Linked DNA regions of Sus scrofa: regions 1, 3 and 4 are each linked to region 2. A link is a contact called in public HiChIP or PLAC-seq data. All regions are on one chromosome and are shown on one strand. Each heading gives the region's core, a stretch centred on a gene start, on an enhancer-like site or on the middle of the called end of the contact. The rest is flanking DNA. Distances are from core to core; before and after follow the strand shown. Region 1 has its middle 49 kb from the start of PHLDA1. Region 2 has its middle 130 kb from the start of KRR1. Region 3 holds the start of PHLDA1 (pleckstrin homology-like domain family A member 1). Region 4 has its middle 82 kb from the start of PHLDA1.

What was found. HiChIP or PLAC-seq counts read pairs in DNA pulled down with a chosen protein or histone mark.
Region 1: a contact with region 2 is called in an H3K27ac HiChIP or PLAC-seq map of alveolar macrophages. The contact joins two enhancer-like sites. A contact is called at or near these places in 1 of 47 Hi-C or Micro-C datasets (embryonic fibroblasts) and 2 of 2 datasets of contacts at active chromatin or transcription factors (alveolar macrophages and skeletal muscle).
Region 3: an H3K27ac HiChIP or PLAC-seq map of alveolar macrophages shows a contact between it and region 2. The contact joins the promoter of PHLDA1 here to the enhancer-like site in region 2. A contact is called at or near these places in 26 of 47 Hi-C or Micro-C datasets (adipose tissue, alveolar macrophages, brain and 15 more) and 2 of 2 datasets of contacts at active chromatin or transcription factors (alveolar macrophages and skeletal muscle).
Region 4: a contact with region 2 is called in an H3K27ac HiChIP or PLAC-seq map of alveolar macrophages. The contact joins two enhancer-like sites. A contact is called at or near these places in 1 of 47 Hi-C or Micro-C datasets (embryonic fibroblasts) and 1 of 2 datasets of contacts at active chromatin or transcription factors (alveolar macrophages).

Annotation. Positions count from the first base shown.
Region 1 is chr5:39,268,277-39,271,649 of Sscrofa11.1, forward strand. No RefSeq gene overlaps it. Among named protein-coding and RNA genes, the nearest start is that of PHLDA1, 49 kb to the right of the region's middle. Within about 2 kb of position 1,520, at least 28 of the 83 cell types and tissues checked have an H3K27ac peak or open chromatin away from gene starts, as enhancers often do. A contact at or near this core is called in alveolar macrophages, where this site is marked.
Region 2 is chr5:38,952,139-38,955,181 of Sscrofa11.1, forward strand. No RefSeq gene overlaps it. Among named protein-coding and RNA genes, the nearest start is that of KRR1, 130 kb to the left of the region's middle. Within about 2 kb of position 1,618, at least 21 of the 83 cell types and tissues checked have an H3K27ac peak or open chromatin away from gene starts, as enhancers often do. A contact at or near this core is called in adipose tissue and alveolar macrophages, where this site is marked.
Region 3 is chr5:39,317,800-39,321,132 of Sscrofa11.1, forward strand. PHLDA1 (pleckstrin homology-like domain family A member 1) reads right to left here and starts at 1,514. Exons shown (of 2, transcript XM_021092050.1): 1 at 1-1,514.
Region 4 is chr5:39,236,039-39,239,544 of Sscrofa11.1, forward strand. No RefSeq gene overlaps it. Among named protein-coding and RNA genes, the nearest start is that of PHLDA1, 82 kb to the right of the region's middle. Within about 2 kb of position 1,278, at least 12 of the 83 cell types and tissues checked have an H3K27ac peak or open chromatin away from gene starts, as enhancers often do. A contact at or near this core is called in alveolar macrophages, where this site is marked.

The sequences.
Region 1 (3,373 bases), core at 270-2,769, 320 kb after region 2:
CTACTAATAAATCCAAGCTTTTCATTTTCATAGAAATGGAAGCACTTTAAAACGTGGTTGCCAACGGTTGCCTGAGCCAGTCAAGGAAGTAGAGGAAGATGAGGTAACAAAAATGTGAAGAATGAGGCTTTAAGTCCTATTCCCATATATCTTTATTCCTAGCTCAGTAGAGAATGTATCAGACCAAAGAAGGTCAAAGAATCCCTGGGGTGAGTTGCAATGAATAGTGTGATGATATAATTGAAATGACATGACTGTTCTCACAGTTGGAGGCAAAGGTGAGGGGGATGAGTAGTCCAAGAACAAGTAAATAGGTACTTTTCATGCCCAGGTTCTACATATTTTAGAACTTTCTGGGCTACTTCCCAGGGAAATTAAAGAATGAGGATGTCATAGGAAGGAGAGGAGGGTTCCTATCATCCACCACTCTACTTGCAGCTCAGAAAACCCAGAATGCAAGAGGTAGGCCGCAGAAAGTTTCGTGCTTATTTTACCTCTTCTCTGTCATTATTTTAAACATGTGTCGTACCAGGAATGTTGTTAGTTCATGACACAGAAAACATAGATAAGCAGTTCTTTGGAATTTGGGGGTGAGGAAGAAAACAGTGCATATACATAACTCCAGCCCAATGTCATCCTGTGGTCATTGCTTAATACAAATGAAAGATATTGTGCCACCAGTAGAAGATAGAAGCGATACTGTTTTAGAAAATAATAACCTTGCAACCAGAGGTGGTCAGAAAAGCAAGGAAGTGATCATCACCAAAGTTAGGATAGTGGTTACTTCTAGGAGGGAGGGAGGGGGTGTGGTCTAGAAGGTCAACAAAGGAGGGGTATCTGGGCTGGCAATGTTCCCTTTCTTGATTGAGGGGTGTTCACTTTGTAAGTATACATTATGCTATATATTTATGTTTTCTATTTGTATATTCTATTTCATAATTTTCAAAAGGTTAAAAAAGGAAAGAAAATAATAACCCTCCCTTTATTGAGGAAAAAACACTTTACTGCAGAGCTTAGCTCTAGTTATTTAAACATCTTTCTCTGTTGATATCTAGGTTCCTTCCATAGATTGTTATTCTGGGAGAAAAAGAGGGTGGATTTTTGAGGAGCCATGAGTAGACTACTGTTAAAGCTCCAGTATAGATGGCATACCAGAGATTTTTTTTAGTACTGGAGTGTGTTGGGAGTATATATTTAAGAGTCCAATTATTCGAGTCAGAATTCAATGGGGCTCCACAAGATACCAGAAAGTTCTACAAAGGTTTGGCAGTGTTCACAAAGCAGTCATCAGACACAAAGACAGGGGATACAAAGGGGGTTATGAAATCATCGAGATAAATACAAAAATTTTTAAAAAGATATTAAGAACTCAGTTCTTCCAGTTCAGGGCATAGCAGAGCCTCAGGGCCTCTCTGTGAAGAAAATCCCTCCTGTGTTTGGCATCTGAGTGACTCACCCAGAAAACCATCCACTGCGTGCAGCAAAAAGGAAATGAATCATGGAAGCTTCTGACCTTTGCCCTTGTCATCCCGGCACAGGGAAGCCACCCACAGACAGTCTCAACAGAGCTGGAGACAGGGCAGTCAAACAAGGCACACAACAATGATGCAGATCTATTGGCAGAGGTCTGGATAACACAGCTCAGGGGGTGAGAATCAGGATAAGCACTGATTTTATGATACCAAAAAACCCTAGCTGTTGAACTGGCATTGAGGACAATTTGGCAGAATCCTGCTGTTTTAGGCAATCATAGGAACTCCTTCCATCAGTAACTGGGTTTGGAATTTGAAGAATTTGCTTGGCTTGCTTAGAAGTAGACCAAACTCATACATGTACGAAAGTTGGAATGAATTTGATGGAATCATTTACATTTAAGAAGATGTGAGTCCAATGTCTGTATTCAGAAAAGCAAAGGGTTTACAAAGATTGGCAGAGGCTGTCCTAATACAACCCAGTACTCCAGGGGGATGATTTCAGTTTTCAACAAAATCAGGATGCCTTCAAAACATTCACCTAAAAGCTAAATATAGTTCATCCAAAAACATGCACAGAGTAGAAGAAGGAAACCTAGGGGAAAAGAAGGAAACTCTTTAATTGCCTATATTACTGAATACAACTTCATGTGGGGATAGTCCATGGAGGTGAGCTGATCTCCCAGTTCTCTGCTCATCCTGCTGGGATGTAGAGTTCAAAGGCATTTCCCTCCATGCCAGGGTGAGCTTTCTAATGGTGGTCTCTCCCCCATATGGGCCTACAAAAGCTTTCTATATTTCTATATTAAGAAATAATATATATATAGAAATATATATTTCTATATTTCCTTATTATAAAAGAATATACCAGCCCTCAAAAGACATCACCCAAGGATTTCCCTGTGGCTCAGCAGGTTAAGGATCTGGTGTTGTGACTGCTGTGGCTAGGGTCACTGCCATGGTGCAGGTTCAGTTCCTGGCCTAAGAACTTCTGCATGCTGTCTGTGGGTTTGGCAAAACAAAAAAACCAACCAACACCCCCCCCCCCCCGCCACATTACCCAAGCCCTTGCCTTCTGGATGAACTAGGCTAAGAAACCCCTTCCCTGGCTAGTTGGGAGGGTGGGAATTAGGCACTTGTATGTCACACAGCTTAATGCAGAGCTCTGATTTGTGCTTGGTAACTCAAGTTGATAGAGGACATGGGATAGCAAATGATGTTCCAGTCACAGCTCAGGAACTGATTGGGGTCTAGAACCTTTCCTCTTCCTTCCATCCCCACCTCCCATTCTAGCCACTTTCCTCACTTTCATATTCTCTCTTCTTACCCACTCCAATGTTATCCTCCTTTATTAAATTAGAGAAAGGAGATTAGTCATTTCTAGGTAGACAGGCAGGACCTCTGGGTCCACATCCTGTTACTGCCTTCAGCATTTACTGATGGAAATAGAAGTGATTCAGTCTTGTCTCAGAGCACAGGATTTTGAAAACACTACTCTGCATACTGCTAAGTGATTTACATACAATTGGTATCAGGGTGTCCCAGTATTATCTTCCCACTCTCTTTATGAACTTTTCTTTCCATGTTTTTAAATTAAAGTATAGTTGATTTACAGTGTTCTGTCAATTTCTGCTGTACTGCAAAGTGGCCCAATTATACATATATACATTTTTTTCTCATGTTATATTCCATCCTGTTCTACCACAAGTGATTGGATATAGTTCCCTGTGCTATATAGCAGGACCTCATTTCTTATTCATTCTAGAGATTCTCATACTAAGTCAAGTAAGTTAGAAAGAGAAACACAAATACTATATGATATCACTTATATGTGGAATCTAAAATAGGGCACAAATGAACCTATCTACAGAACAGAAACAGACTCACAGACATGGAGACAG
Region 2 (3,043 bases), core at 368-2,867:
TTATACATCAAGGACAATATATTTAAATGAATCCTGTTCCAGATTAAAAATAAATTCTAATAACTTGTCTCAAAAGAGAAACAATCAAGATTCCCATTAAGACAAATTGAGTACCACAAAAGGATACAGAGCTAGACAAAAGAAGATACTACCAGTCTTTTCATGAGTATGTGACTCATTTTCAACTCAAAGATGGTATACAGGAAATAAATGCTCATTTACCCACTAGGCTGCCCAGAGCCCACAGGAATAGAGACTACACCCCACTCCTTTTTTGCATATTCAGGAAAATATTATGTCCTTCCTACTGGACTCAGGCCCATTTTTTTCAGGTGTAACTTGTAAAAGCAACACTGAAAAAGTGGCATTCTGGAGCACATTCAAAGTCCATTAAGACGGCACATCCACTTGGATTCCTCTTTAACCTTCGGGCCTCAGGATGGCCTCCCAACCATGCAAGAGCAGAGGGCCAAAAACATCAGAAAAAGAATATGAGATTTCAAAAATATCTGAAAAGGACAGTTGTGTTTTTCAAGAAGCCTTTCCCTCAGTGGCTTTAGCTTTTGCATATAGCCCAGAAGTAGCTGATAAACTGAGGTTCTCTGACTTCGCAGCCTGATGGATATAATTTTCATACTGTACTTGGGGAGATAATGTATGCAGTGTATTGGACAGTTGTTTCTGTTATCAAGCAGCCGTGTTCTCTCATTTCACTAACAAATGTGCAGACAAACGTACATTGTGGCAAATGCAAGGAAATCTCCAGCCTGTGTTTGAAACTTAAGCCTCCCCATTCTTTAGAGCGTAGCATGATTCAGACAATAGAGATCCTTGGTACCAGCATTACCCTTCCTCTGCTGACTCCTTTAAGACTCTGGCACATGACGATAGTTAATATGCTTCAGTGTAGGAATAAATTCTGATGGCAGACAGACGATTACTGTGGAGGAATTGTCATAATAGCTGTCTCATTAAAAAAAAAAAGTTTCACTGTAAATTTAAAATATGTGAAATGGACACCTATACTATACCCCAAATCCTCTTCTTGTAAAGTAGAGGGCTAATAAATATTTATCAATCAATCAATAAAAGGAAGAAGTATTTTCTGTGGATTTTGATGCCTTTCTGGAGAAATGACCTCAATCTTAGCTCATTCCTTTAAGATGAGAATGTTTAGACACAGAGTCATTATAAGCTACTAACGTCATAAAGTTAAGATCAGATTTAGGGATTCTACACTTTTCCTGTCCCTTCATACAATTCTGCTCTACTTTCTGGAAAAAAAGAAAAATCCTCTCTTCCTGAGTTTCCACCAATGAAATATTTACAGACTGATGGGCTCTTTAGTCATCACTGAGCAGAGCTGCAATCTTTTCGTCATTTCTCGGAAGTCATTTTCTCCATCTGCTTAATCATTTCATGTACTTCTGACTCCACCCCACGTGCTCACATCTCCAAGACAGAAGATTCCAAAAATGGAAAATAGCCCTTCAAGGAACCAAAGGGAGGCCTGGCAACATGTGTCCTTTGATAACAGAACATGTCCTCACATGTGACTCCGTGTTCAGCTGCGGAATTCTTTCTCTCTCACCGCGCAGGCAAGCTGCAGTCTCCATCAGCGCTCCGGGGGTGGCGCTGTCGCATAGGAGAAAGCGCACTGCTTTTGATGCCTGGCACACCTGGGTGCAAATCTTGGCTTCCCAATTTACTACCTACATGACCAGAATCAAGTTGTTTAACCTCTCTAAATCTCAGGTTCTTTGTCAGAAATAGTTTCAGGAAATACCTGCTACCTCATAGGACTCTGGCAATTAATATTTGTAATTAGTAATTAGTTAATATATGTAAACGGCCTGTATAATGTGTATAGAGGTCTATGTACATACCTGTATATACCTGTATATGTAACAAGTATGTACAACATTCCCATCAGCCCCCAAATCCAAGAGTTAAACCAATTTCTATCTCTTACCACACTTGATTTACCAGAAATTTTTGTCCACTCCTCTTCCATTTTCCTGAACTCATCCATTTCCCTCCAGTGATCTAAGTCACCTTTGGGCCAGCTACCACCTGATCTGAACCACAAGTGTTTCTTACCAGGACAGTGGAATCGCCGGCTTTCTAACTCATTGCTTTGCTTTCATTTTTGCCTCCTAAAATCTGTTCTTTACACAGCAGTGATGTCATCCTTTTAAAAGATTAATTAGATGAGGCTGCTTTTCATAAAACTCAACATGGGGTTCCCATTACACTTGGGGGAAAAAAAGAACCAACAACCCCAAATCCTTTGCAGGCCTAAAGACCCTATGTGATCTAGCCTTGCCTGTGTGTCTGAAGTTATAGTTATCCCCTTCCACTCTTCCATCGTTCACACTGCTTTTAGCCACATAGGTCATTTTGTGTTTCAGGAACTCACTAAGCTTCTTCTGTTTCCAGGACCTTTGCCCTTGCCATTTCTTAAGCCTGAATGTTCTTCCTGCAGATCCTCAGGTCCTTATTTGTCTGGTTCCTTCTCATCATTCAGGTCTAAGGCTGCTTGTCACCAAAAAGCCTCCTCTGATAGCCAAGTCTCATCTTGTCTTTCCCTCAGACCCCAATGCAATTACTCTCTAGCACATTACTCTGTCTTTTCTTTATACCACCCAACACCATCTTTGTTTACTTATAGAATGTCTGTCTCCCCCAAAGGAATGTCAGCCTTGTGAATATAGGATCTTTGTCTACCTTGTTTAGCTCTAGATTGTCACCTTCTGAAACAGGGCTTGGTGGGAAGTAGACACTCAATAAGTATTTGACAAATGAATGAATTAGTGTTTTTAAGCCTGTCCTGGGAGAACTGAGCTCTGTCACACTTTTCATAAACATGAAATCAGCAAACAAGATAATGAAGTCTTAAGACGTTCTCACAAAAGCTTAAAATCTAGGTCCTAAATTTTACAAGGTTGGAAAATTCTGGAGCATTATAAAGTTGTTCAGAACACAGAGCATATTTTAATCTTAGCTCTGTACTTTCTATTTGTGTGACCTTGGACATATTACT
Region 3 (3,333 bases), core at 264-2,763, 370 kb after region 2:
TTTTCAAGAGCACTTATTTTTTTATAACTAGACTTTAAAACTCAGAATATCCAGTTGGGTATTTCAGGACTTAGTGACTTTATAAATGGCTCAGTGTACAATTTGCCTTCCCAGACCATAATGGAATTGATTATTAGAGATCTCAGCGCAGGAATCTTGTAGATTGATGACAATTTTGTTCTCAATTTCACCAGTCACCACCAACTCACAAAAATGACCACACTACCATTTTTTAAAGACAAATAAATCCACAGAAAGCAAATTGCAGGAAATAACTGTTTCCCTAAAAAAACCCCACAACTTCAGTTGTATATACTGAAAACCTACAAACGTCACTTAAAAATTACTAAAGTTTAGAAAATTCACTAACAAATCATTGCTTTGGAAAAAAGTCTGGAAAGCCTATTAGGTAGGGCCTGCCAGATAAAGATGTCTGTTGGGAGCATCTGACATGGCTGATCATCTCTTGGATACAGTTCTTCACTGACTTCAAGGTATCACCTAGTTTTCCTTCCACTTTCCTGGTCAGTCTCTCTCCTCTACAGGTTCCTCCTCTTCTCAACCTTTTAATCTTTGAGTCCTTGGTTCTCTTCTTATCTACACTCACTCCTTTGTTGATCGCATCCAGTCTTATCCTTGATTGCATCCAGTCTTATCCTTTTCAATAACAGCTATATGCCCAAGACTCCCAAATTTATCCAACTGCTTGTTGTCAAAGAATAAAACAAAGACCACCAAAGTTAAAAAATAATAATATTAACATGCCAGGCAAGGGCACATATACTGCTGAGTAGTTCACTAGAGGAGAAAATCTGAGGGGTTTTTCATAGAAAACAGGGTTCATAGAACTTTTGCTTAAATAAAAAATTTAAAGAAAGCATGCCAATAGGATGGAGTCCATAGGCTTATATAAGATTGGTTGAAACAAATTCCTAGATAGAAGTGGTTCAGTAAGGATCTGGAGGCAAAGATCATGGTTAGAACGGCTGCAGTAAAAAAAACAGCCTTCAGTTGTTATATATTCCAGGTCACTTGTTACTGTAAATTGAATTGTCTCCTTTACCCTTTCCCTACAGTACTATTTGGGTATCTGACAGAGAACTCAAATATATGCACTCCCAAATTTACCTCCTCACCCTGACCTGTTCTACCTACCTGCAGCCTCTCAGTTGGTAGCAATTTTATCTGTACAGCTGCTCAGGCCAAAACCAAAATTCTTGGAGTGGTACTGCTCTTAAAACAAGCCAAGGGAGTTCCCGTTATGGCTGATGGGGTTACGGGTCCAACTGGTATCCATGAGGATGCAGGTTCCATCCCTGGCCTAGTTCAGTGGGTTAAGGATCAGGCACTACTGTGAGTTGTGGTGTAGGTCACAGATGCAGCTCCTGATCCTATGTTGCTGTGGCTGTGGTGTAGGCTGGCAGCTGCAGCTCCAATTCAACCCTTAGCCTGGGACCTCCCATATGCTGCAGATTCAGCCCTAAAAAGCAAAAAAAAAAAAAAAAAAAAAAAAAGAGAGAGAGAGAGAGAGAGGTTTCCTGGTTAAGGACCCAGCATTGTCACTGCAGTGGTGCAGTTGCATCCCTAGTTCGGGAACTTACAAATACCATGGGTGCAGCCAAAACTAAAAACCAAAAACCAAAAACAAGCCTGTGGAGGCCACGAGCTTTAGAAGAACCAATACTACGTGTCTATCTGGAACTCATACTCTTTCTAGACTACATTTCAGTTATTCAGGATTCCAAATACCCTGCCTAAATAATTTTGGCTATTTCAAAGTGTGTTATATCACCACTGATTTTGAACATATAGGCTAGGATGTCCACACAAATGTGCAGAAGGCCTCTTGCCATTTAATTCAGAGGCAAGGATGGGAAGAGAAGGAAGGTGAGACATGGGCAAAGGATCAGCTTTCTCACAAGAAGTTTCTGGCATAGGACTTTTAAGGATCTGAAATCAAACCTGTTCCAGGCACTTATGAAGATTTATTTGTCAAGAGAGTAGTGTTGGGTGCATTTTCATTTCACAAGGCTTTAAAATATTTAATCATTGGTGTCTCCATTGTACTCTTGCCCCAGAACTACAAATGTTTAGAAGGACGCCTACCTTACAATAATCCTTTACTCACTTGCCAGTTGAGTCAAGAAATCCCATCAGTTATGTCTTCAAACTATATCTATATTCTGTCCATTTCTCTCAACTTCCTTCATTACCGCCCTGATCCAAATCACCTCATCTCTCCCCTGAATTACTGCAAGGGCTTTGCCTCGACTCTATCCTTGTTGTCTTACCATCTATATTACAATCTCTTTGTCATCTCAATCACTTTCTTCAAGTCTTTGCTCAATGAGACCTTTGCTAATCAGTCTAAAATTGCAACCATCCAATTTCCCTTAACTTTTCCCATAGCATGTATTACCTCCTAACATACCGAATAATTTATAATGCCTTTTGCTTATATTTCTGTTTCCACTCTTGTAGAATGCAAGCTCTTTTAAGATGGCAAAGATCACTGTTTTGTTGTATCCCAAACACCTAATAAATTTCCTAGCACAGAGTAGGAGCCTAACATATGTAGAAATTTTAAATGGACTCAAAAGCCTGAATCTGTCATTAAAAAAAAAAAAATCAAATGTCTTTGAATACTTTTAACAGATTTTTCATCATGCATCCTACTTTAAATTTTTTTCAAACTATAACAGGACTTCATAAAAAAAAAAACTTCTGAAACTTGTCTTATTATTTATATTTGGTATACTTTAAAAAATGGATTAACTACTATATATGTTAGACCTCTCTGAACTTTAAACGCTATTATATTTTATAAATGCTATGTAAAATAAGTGCTATAAACCTTTCTTTTTCTGAGCAACATACAATAGGTATTTAAGTATCATCCCATTGCTTGCTTGTAAGAGTAATTTTTTAAAAAATAAGAAACTACACATGGAACTGAATTGCTAGCAGTTTCTCTTAGTTGGCAGTTAGTCAGATATTTGCTTAGAAGTCCATTAATCAACACTGGCTTAAAGACATTTAACAGAATTTAGAAAGTTATTGTGTTCACTTTCATTTACGACTTGATTATAAGATTATAAATTGCTTAACCTATAAACATCATAATTTGCAATATACAGTAGGAACTCATGAAAAAAGACCATCTTGAAAGATTTGGATAAAGTTCAAATATCTAAAAGAAACAGTTAAAAGCCCAATAATCCATGAAAATACAAGTCAGGTCACCCTCAACAGTGCATAAAGGTCCATCCAGACTGCAATGTTCTTCACCATTCAACTCTTCATTTCCTAAAATACTACTTAGTAAAAATACTT
Region 4 (3,506 bases), core at 28-2,527, 280 kb after region 2:
CTGCAATGGCTCAAGTTGCTGTGGTATTATAGGTTTGATGCTTGGCCTGGCGCAGTAGGTTAAAAGATCTGGCATTGCCATAGCTGCAGTTCAGATTCAGTCCCTGGCCTGGGAATTCCCATTTGCAGCCATTAAAAAATTATAAATAAATAAAAATAAAAAAGAAACCTAAAATGAAAAAAGAATGGAAGGCTAAATCAGCTTACAAATAAAATGCTTACCAACGATCATCTCGAATACTGAATGAGTTTACCACTGGCCAGATACTAGGTCATGTGCTTTACATAAATTCTCATGTCACCATCAAAGCAGTCCTGTAATCTAAGTATTACTATGATTCCTACTTACAGGTGAGAAAACAGGCTAAGAGGTTAAATGACTTTTCTAAGACTACCAGGTAATAGGAGACAAACCAGGCCAAGTATAGCTGACTCTAAAGCACATGCTTCTAAACTGTACTCAAAACTACTTTACTAAACCCTGGGAAGGAATAGGCAAGGAGTAAATGAAGCACCATCTAGACAGATGTCAGCTACTAGTGGTAAAGGGCCTGAGACTTTGAGGAGTTAGGAATGTAAGACAGAAAACATTTGATAGCATCTCTCTGGTCTGTGCTCTTACATTCATGCAATATCTATTTTCAAGAGAGAAGGGGAAAGCTGGTGATGTGGGTGGGGGGGGCCTGCTAAGGGCAGAGAAAAAAAAAAAAAAAAAAAAACCTTCCAGAGATCATTTAGGCCACAGTCTATCAAAGAACAGAAGTAAAAAGGGAGGAACTCCTGCCGCAAAGTCCTTGAGTCCCTATTTCCCTGTGAATGAAAGAGGCTAGTATGTAAATAAGAGCTTTGCATAAGCCAGACATTCTTTCAAGTCCAGTTTATCTATGAGTCACTTCCTTTTTAAAGCAGGAATTAAAAGAGATAGAGTCACATAATCATTACCCAGCACAAACCTTCTTAATAGACCTTTTCTTCTCATTCAAGTAGCAAGAAGGTAAAGGGCTCCTCCTTGGACAAAACAGCAACATCATTTTGCATATGCTGTACACACAGCCTGACCAGTTACTATCCTCATTCTGCAGAGACAAATGAACAAGAAAGATCAAGAGGCAGATGAGATGATAGAAGAGAGGCCACAGGTCCAGCCGGTTAACCTGACACTTAGAAAGGAATCTGAATAACAAGAAGCCTTTGAATGACTCAGGGAAGGTTTATCTCCTCCAGAAAGAAGTTTAACCTCCCAGCTGTCCACTACAGGGAAGATACTCATAAACCTCTGGAGGAAGTCTCAGAGTAGCCTAATACCAGAAAAAGGAATAGGAAACAGCCACCCATTCATATATAGATGAGGGCTCTGCACAGGGCCTTGACCTACCAACTGAAAAACAAATATTATTGTGTTCTATGATGGCACAAAAGTAAACAGGAAAGGCACTGGCCTCTTTCCCATCTCAATGCCTACTATAGGTCTTGTTCCACCCCTGCAATATATTTATCAGGGATGATTCATTTTCTTTAGGGTTAAAGATTCAATTTGAGGATTGAAGCAAAGTGAGTAGAAACTGAAGCACATCCCCATTGCCTTGGAATTCCAGAGCCCCAACTCATCCTTCCTGGAAACCCTGCACATGAAAATATGTCCCAAAAAGCCTTAGATTCACCCAATTCCTCCAGTGTCCACATTAACTAACATGCAAAGCTAACAAGAGCCACCAGCACCCAAGAGGTCTTAATACATAATACAACAAAATTTTATTGAGCACCTACTATGTACTAAGCACTGTGCTAGGTACCAAGGTTACAATAATAGGCAAAATAGAGAGTTTCTCTGTTCTCAGGCATCTGGGGTTGGATGGAAGAGATTGTTGGTTCCAATGCAGCATGCTCAGTGCTGTCGTTGTGGGGTAGGAGAACAGGTTCCTATGGGAGTTCAAAGAGGGAAGGGGATTTTCTCAGAGGACATAATATCCAAGTGTTATCAAACCAAATTCCCTGCACAATGCCCTGTGAGGCCAAATAAACCAAAATATCAGAGTTTGGAGCAGAGAAAAGCTTACTGCTGGGGCAAGCAAAGAGAATGGATGGCTCATGCAGCTGCAGCTTGGGTTCAATCCCTGGTCCAGGAACTTCCGTATGCCAAGGAGGTGGCAAAAAAAAAAAAAAAAAAAAAAAAGACTTCAAGCAAATGTTGTAGGAGTTAAGAACCCAGCGTAGCATCCCTGAAGATGAGGGTTCAATCCCTGGTCTCACTTAGTGGGTTAGGGATCCAGCATTGCTACAAGCTCTGGTGCAGGTAGCAGATGTGCCTTGGATCCAGCATTGTTGTGGCTGTGGCATAAGCCTGTAGCTACAGCTCCAATTCAACCCCTAGCCCAGGAACATACGAGCACGTGCAGCCCTAAAAAAAAAAAAGAAAAGAAAATGTTATTTTTAAAAAGGTTAAATTGACAGAACAGGAGTTCCCGTCGTGGCGCAGTGGTTAACGAATCCGACTAGGAACCATGAGGTTGCGGGTTCGGTCCCTGCCCTTGCTCAGTGGGTTAACGATCCGGCGTTGCCGTGAGCTGTGGTGTAGGTTGCAGATGCGGCTCGGATCCCGCGTTGCTGTGGCTCTGGCGTAGGCCGGTGGCTACAGCTCCGATTCAACCCCTAGCCTGGGAACCTCCATATGCCGCGGGAGCGGCCCAAGAAATAGCAACAACAACAAAAAAAAATAAAAATAAAAAAAAAAATAAATTGACAGAACATTGTAAATCAACATGAAAAAAAATTTTAAGTAAAAAAAAAGTTTTTTTTTTTTTCTCTAGTAAAAAGTGCTTTAAGTTGAGGATTTATCCACCTACCACAGGAAAACTGAGCCAAGCTGATTTTTTTTTAAAGGTACCAGTTGTGGGCCATATGTCATAACATGAACAAAATGCTGAAATGTCTAAAGGAATGAAAACTATAATTTATCTCTGTCATTATTTTTCTTTCGTTTAATTAAGTCTTTTTTTTTTTTTTTTTTTTTTTTTTTGGCTATGTCACGGCATAAAGAAGCTCTGGAGTCAGGGATCAAACCTGTGCCATAGCAGTGACGACACCAGGTTTTTAACTCGCTGAGCCATCAGAGAACTCCTTGTTATTTTTCTATTTAGAACTTAGTGTCATTTTATTAATTAGAAAACATAATTGGAAGAAAAGTTTTTTTTTGGTCTTTTTGCCTTTTCTAGGCCCTCTCCTGCAGCATATGGAGGTTCCCAGGCTAGGGGTCAAATAGGAGCTGCAGCTGCCGGCCTACACCAGGGCCACAGCAATGCAGGAGCCGAGCCACATCTTCAACCTACACCACAGCTTGCGCCAACGCCAGATCCCTAACCCACTGAGCAAGGCTAGGGACTGAACTGCAACCTCATGGTTCCTAGTCAGATTCGTTAACCACTGCACCACCATGGGAACTCCAGGAAAGGTTTTAAGTGTACTTAGCAGCTTAGTTTTGCCTGCAAGTAGTAGAAATCTCCTCGATAT